Regions from separate parts of the Zea mays genome. Here region 2 is linked to region 1. A link is a contact called in public Hi-C data. All regions are on one chromosome and are shown on one strand. Each heading gives the region's core, a stretch centred on a gene start, on an enhancer-like site or on the middle of the called end of the contact. The rest is flanking DNA. Distances are from core to core; before and after follow the strand shown.

Region 1 (3,158 bases), core at 565-3,064:
TTAATGTTACTCTCCAGAACTGAGCATTGTGATGTATTGACTTTGGAACAGGTGAGAACTGACACTGAGGGTCGCCACAAAACGAAGTCAGGGTTCCTTTCAGCGCTGAAGAGAAGCCACTGAAGGGCACTGGGCACCCAGCCACCTATGATAGTTTACTCCAATGTAATGTTGGTGATTGATGCACGCTGTAATCACAATCACAGCATGATTCTGAAGTTCTGATGCAAGTTGAATAGTGCGCTGTAGTTGTACAGTCACGATTTTCTCGTGTAATTGCAGTTGTCTCTCTCTTTTTGGCTCAATTTGCCCTTTTGTTTTGTTGCTTTGCCCTCATGTAATCGTAGATGATATTTGTTGGATGTTCTAACGACTGGCATAGATTGAAGTGTGCTGAAATAAATTCCTGCTGGTGAGAAACAGCGCGCTTCGTGTCAGTTAACTCGGAGATTTATCATAGATGAGATGAATTTACTGATGCAGTTGACTACTTGTACAGAAGCGTCTTCTTGAAATGACTATTTCAGCGAACTTTTAATCAAACGAATGATGCATTTTGACTTCTGGCACAATCTCGAGTAAAACAGGATTGTAAACCGACTGACCATCATCATCAAATCGCCTTTCGCTGAATAATAATACCCCAAACCTCAGCAAATCAAAGATTCGACAAAAAAAATTACATGTCCAACTACAAATTCGAGCTAGCTACTGTATCTAGCTATCATTCATCAGTCATCACCTTTGAGCTTCCTGACCTTGTCGAGGAATGCTTGACGGCCGGGGAAAGGATTGGCGCCCTTTCCGCCTTTCCCCGGCGTCCTCTTCTCGTCGAGCGTCTCGCCGGCGCGGCTACTCTGGCCCAGCCCCAGAATCTCCTTGCTGGCCATCCTGATCTGAGCCTGCTTCCTGGCCGACGACGATCCCAGGACGCCGCCGTCCGCCACGCCAGCATGCACCCCGAGCATGTCCATCTTGGCCGTCCTCACCTGCTCCTCCCTCCTCGTCCGCACCCGCTCCCTCCTCTTGTCGCGCTTCCCCACGGCGCCGCCCGGGTCAGCCCCGGCGGCGGCGCCGAACAGGGAGCCGCCCTTCTTGGCGCCGCCGGGGGAGCTGTTGCTATTGCTGTTGCTTTGCTTCGTCCGGGCGCCCTTCCTTGGAATGCGGCCGCCGTAGGATGTGCCGAGGAGGCGGAGGTCGAGGCGGCCCCACCCTTCCTCGTCGGAGAGGTCCCACCCGAAGCGCTCGGCCATCTCCTGGAGCGGCCCGTCGCCGTCGGCGTCGTAGGCGTAGTCGTAGCCGTCGGCGTCGCCGCGGAGGAAGCGGTGCGCGTGCTCCCACTCGACGCGGTCGACGTACACGGGGTCGTCGAGGACGGCGCGCGCGAGGCCTGCCCAGGGCGCGGTGTCCCCGTAGTCGAGCTCGGCCGCGACCCACCGGAGGTACGACGGCGGCAGCGTGCCCAGCATCTGGCCCCTGTACTTGCCGAACTCGATCACGCGGTCCCTCGCCGGCCGAGACGACGGCGCCGGCGCAGGAGGAGGCGTGGGCGCCGGTCCCGCTCTCGCCGGCCTGGCGCGGCACCGGCACCGGCGCGCGCGCGGTGGTGGGTGGTGAGGGGAGGGAGGCGGATGAGGTGAGGAGGCGCCGTCGTGGACGTGGGTGTCGGCGGAGCCGGGGAGGAGAGGCAGGGTCCGGCAGCGGTCGGGGCCAGCATCGTCGCCTGCCGCGGCGGTCGGCAGCCGAGGCAGGGTCTCTGGTGGGGACTGGGGAGTGATGAGCCTCCGCAGCGCACAGAGGGAACTACCCGCTCGTCACACAAGTCTCGTCATAGGCGTGATGATATGGATAAAAAAAGGGCACATCGTGTCATCTCTCACGGTCTCACGGTCTCACCTCATCCACATCTACCAGGCATCAGCTCGAAAGCTCAGCACATCACAGGCCAGCCCAAGCAGCGATGCCAGCGGTGGCGTCCCTTTGGGCGCCGCCCGCGGCTGCCCGGCGGCGGAGGTTCTCCCCCGTGGTCTCGTCCTCGCTGCGCCGGGTCGCGTCGGGCGGCGGGTCTAGCTGGCGGAGCGAGCGGCGGCTCATGTCGGAGCTGGAGCGCACAGTGACAGCGGGCGCGACCGAGCGCGTCATCCGCAGCTACGTCGGCACCAAGTCGGAGCGCGCCGCGCTCGCCGCGCTCTCCAGGCTACTCATGGACTCCGACCCCCTCGCCATCCCGGTGCGCCCCCTCTCACAGTCTCACCTCTCCCGGAGGAGGAGGTAGCCGTACCAAGAAACAGAAAACCATCACCTGATTCCTTATCATCAGCCGGTAACCTCTGTTCTATTCCTGTTGCAGTTCTACGAGGCGGTCACACAGGCACGGTGGTTCAAATGGAGCTCGATCCACGCAGCTGCAGTCGCCGCCTTGCTCGAAGCCAACGGACGCGCCGGAGAATCCAGGTCCCTGATCGCCGACTCCGTCTCGCAGCACCTCCAGCAGTCGACCGACGAGGTAGCCCTCTTCTACTGCGACCTCATAGCGGCGTTCTCCTCGCGCGGGCTCAAGGACCGGGCGACGGAGTTCCACATGGAGCTACGGTCCATGCCGCCGCTCTCCGGGCGCAAGGCCTACGCGGCGATGGTCAAGTCCCTGTGCCTGCTGGGCATGCCGGCCGAGGCCGAGGCAGCGCTCAGGGAGATGGTCTCGCGAGGGCACCGGCCCGAGGCGGCCCAGTTCGGGGCCGTCGCGAGGTGCTACGGCAGGGCCGGCTCACCGGCCGACATGGAGCGGGTCATCGCGTCCATGGCGGACGCCGGCGGCATCCGCCTCGGCGCCGGCGCGGCGGATGCCGTGCTGTCGTGCTACAGCGCCTGCCGCGACCACGCCAGGACTCTGGCGTGGCTGAAGAGGATGCGGAAGCTGCGCGTCGCGGTGACCGCGAAAGGCTACAACTTGGTGCTCAACTCGTGTCCGTCGCTCGCTTCGGTGGTGCGGGAGCTGGGCCCTGAGCTTCCGCTGTCGACGGCCGGGCTGGTCGGGTGGCTCAGGTCTGCGTCGACAACACCGGCACCGGCAGCGGAAGTGGAGGTGGTGCGGGAGCTCCTGGCGTCGTCGGCGTCGGTTCTGGACAGGGCGATGGAGTGGTCGGAGGCCGAGGCGAAGC
Region 2 (3,212 bases), core at 340-2,839, 130 kb before region 1:
GGGATCTAGCTCCGCGTTATCGTCGAGGAACACGACGCTGCAGGCGCCTTCCACGCTGCCATCTCAGTGTCCTCCTCCACCTTCCTCTTCAGATCAGATCAGCACTCGCCATTCCAATGGGAGGTGCCTCGGTACACTGCCGATGCGTTCGCCGGGGCCGAGGCCACACACCTTGTTGGTGTCGATGTCGGCGTAGAGCGGCAGGATGCGGCGAGGCGGAGTACACGCAGGTGTGGGCGGAACTGTCAAGGAGCTAATCGCAGCACCAGCTCCTGCGCAGTGAGCGTACACCACGACCTCGCCGTCCCACCCACCCATCAGCTGAGGCGGGACGCGGCCGGGTCGAAGAGGCGACGAGGGGGAGTGAGGGGTGGCTCGGCGGCCAAAAGGCAGGACACGATGAAGGGGGCATGGCCTCCCCGAGTCGCCGGTGAAAAAGCGGGCACGAGCGAGGAGCTCCTACGATGGAATCCGGCAGTGGTCTGGGGGAGGGGGTGCCGATGTCGAATGAGGGCGGGGTCACGGTGACGGAGGACGGGGTTGGACTGCGGCGGTCGCGGATCCGGGCATCGCCGGGGGGGAGGCCTTGAATCCCGGACATGCCACGGGGGTGTTCTCGGATCCCTGTCACTGTGGACGCGGTGCAGGGCAGCGGTCGCGAACGGCTTCTGTGCGGGGCGAGGGAAGCAGGACAGCGGTCGCTGACGGCTTCGGGAGATGGGGGCGGGGGGCACGATGATGCTTGTGGACGCCCTCGTTGTGCTCTTAATGAGTAGTAATAGATTTGTTCCTTCCTCTCTCTTCCCTTTAGCCGCTGGAGCCCACATGTCAGTCGAACGTCATTCAGATTTCTGTGACAAAAGCATATCTATAGGTGTACATTTGGGCCAGGCCTAATGGGCCGGCCCGAAGCACGAAAAAAGCACAGCCCAGGCACGACACGACACAAAATATTTTAGTGCTGGGCCGGGTTTGGGCCGAGGTCGCGGCCCATGGGCGGGCACGAGCACGACCCGTTTAAGGCAAGCACGAAATGGCCCATATAGAGGCACAAAAAGACCCATATATTTATTAAAATCGCACTTCATTCCACACTTTCATGTACTTGATAAAGAACACAATGCTAGAGATAATGTTAGTTAGATGTTTTTTGTAGCTTTAAATTAGAGTATGTGATATAATTTTATTTTTGTTATGAACATTAGATAATGAACTGAACTTACGAACTTTATATATAGCTGATTGTACTCTTTTTCTTTCTAACAAAATGATTTGTAAACGAGGTAGTCATTGCATAGCTCTAATAACTTAATACAAATATTAAGTTTGCTTTTGGTCAAATTTATTTGTCTTATCTTTTATTTGTTTTATTAAATTTGTTTTGAATTTCGGGCCCTAATGTGAATTTCGTGCTTTTATAATTTCAGACCGCCCGAAATGAGGTCGGTACGTTTAAGCAATTACGGGCCGGACCGTGGGCTAGGCCCGTGGGCCAGCCCGACACGATCCGAAATTCAAACGGACCGAGCCAACACGAAATTCAAATAATACGGATTTTTTTGGATTTGGGCTAGACCCGGCCGAGTGACGCGAATGTACACCTTTAACCATATCCTACCTTCTGCCATGTGAGCCCTTTGTGTCAGTAGCTTGGCTATCCCGCTCGCCGTCTCGTTTGGGCCCCCAACACCCCCCACCCCACCGTCTGACCGTCCTATAGACTATAGTCCTATGATCCTATCCATCATCCTCTCCCATTTCGTCGCAATCCTCAAAAAGGGAAGACATGGCGGCGAGCGCACTGCTGACGGGGTCGCCGTGGCTGCGCATGCGCCTCCTACCGGACGCGCCCGCGCGCCCCTTCCGCCACCTCCACCTCCGCCGGAGCTTCTCCGTCCGCGCCTCCGGCGCCGACGGCAGCCCCGCCCCCGTCCGCGTCCGCTTCGCGCCGTCGCCCACCGGCAACCTCCACGTCGGCGGCGCCCGCACCGCGCTCTTCAACTACCTCTTCGCGCGCTCCAAGGGGGGCCGCTTCGTGCTCCGCGTCGAGGACACCGACCTCGAGCGCTCCACCAGGAAGTCCGAGGAGGCCGTCCTCGCCGACCTCGCCTGGCTCGGTCTAGACTGGGACGAAGGTGCGCTCTCTCTCTCTCTCTCTCTCACCACTCTGAATTGGGTGTCATCTCGTCGACGGCCTATCATTGTGGCCCGTACATTTCTGACCTTGCAGTCCAGCCGTTGCTGCTGCTTGCCGCCTTTGACTTGATCACTACTGCTTCATAGATCTAGCCTCTCATCTTGCAACTGTTATGCTCTTATCGCGAAAACTGGATGCCACTCGCACATAATACGGCGGCTCGGCTTTAGGTGCAGGTAAATCGGTAGGAGATGTCAAAAAACATAATTGTTTGCTAACTTTTCTGTTGACTGCTGTGTTTCCGTGCACCTGCAAAAGAGCTAATCTATGTACAAGCATTGCGATGAATATTCAGTTTCATCAGATCATTGTAGAGCGTGCTATACTGCTATCTATACGACTATAGCAGAAATAATTGGTCTACGTCCATATTTGGCTAGGTCCCGATGTCGGTGGGGATTTTGGGCCTTATCGCCAGTCAGAGCGGAACTCACTGTACAAACAGTATGCTGAGAAGCTTTTGGACTCTGGTGCGGTTTACCGCTGCTTTTGCTCCAGCGAGGTATTGTTCTTCCCTCGCATAATTTGCATGATGCCGTGTGTTATCAAGTGACAAGTGCAGTCGGGTTTCAACAATCCCAGTTTCACATGCACATGTGCTATTCATTCCCTTTATGCAGAGTTCTAGAAGCTTTTTGCCTTTTTAGTAAAAGTATCTGACCCGTTTGGTTTTACAGAAAATTCATCGCAGCCGATTCTATCGTAATTCACGATCTTGAATGACTAGTTTTGGAGTCATTTGACAGTATCCTTATGTTGTCCAGTTTGACAGTTGTTGCCATTTCTTCAGGAACTCGAGCAAATGAAGGAAGTCGCAAAGCAGAGACAACTTCCTCCTGTGTATATGGGGAAGTGGGCAAGTGCTTCAGATGCAGAAGTACAACAGGAGTTAGAGAAAGGGACACCTTACACTTACCGCTTCCGTGTGCCAAAGGAAGGGTCTTTGAAAATTAGTGACTTAATTCGTGGTGAGGTAATGAGTCAAAGTCTAGAACATAAGCTTCAGGCTACCTAC

Evidence for each region. Hi-C and Micro-C count contacts between places; a contact is called where the count stands out from the background.
Region 2: a Hi-C map of root tip shows a contact between it and region 1, with 2.9 times the contacts expected there. The contact joins the promoter of LOC100383787 here to the promoter of LOC103628269 in region 1. A contact is called at or near these places in 3 of 25 Hi-C or Micro-C datasets (leaf, root tip and tassel).

What each region holds. Positions count from the first base shown.
Region 1 is chr5:72,786,295-72,789,452 of Zm-B73-REFERENCE-NAM-5.0, reverse strand. It overlaps LOC103628269, which reads right to left and starts at 1,814. Exons shown (of 2, transcript XM_035959075.1): 1 at 743-1,814; 2 at 239-409. The coding sequence starts at 1,814. The coding sequence ends at 258. LOC100194308 (pentatricopeptide repeat smr4) reads left to right here and starts at 1,897. Exons shown (of 2, transcript NM_001139346.1): 1 at 1,897-2,230; 2 at 2,351-3,158. The coding sequence starts at 1,961. LOC103626542 (serine/threonine-protein kinase STY46) reads left to right here. Exons shown (of 16, transcript NM_001398826.1): 16 at 52-475. The coding sequence ends at 123.
Region 2 is chr5:72,916,630-72,919,841 of Zm-B73-REFERENCE-NAM-5.0, reverse strand. LOC100383787 (Glutamate--tRNA ligase chloroplastic/mitochondrial) reads left to right here and starts at 1,589. Exons shown (of 12, transcript NM_001176422.2): 1 at 1,589-2,135; 2 at 2,578-2,699; 3 at 2,988-3,170. The coding sequence starts at 1,787.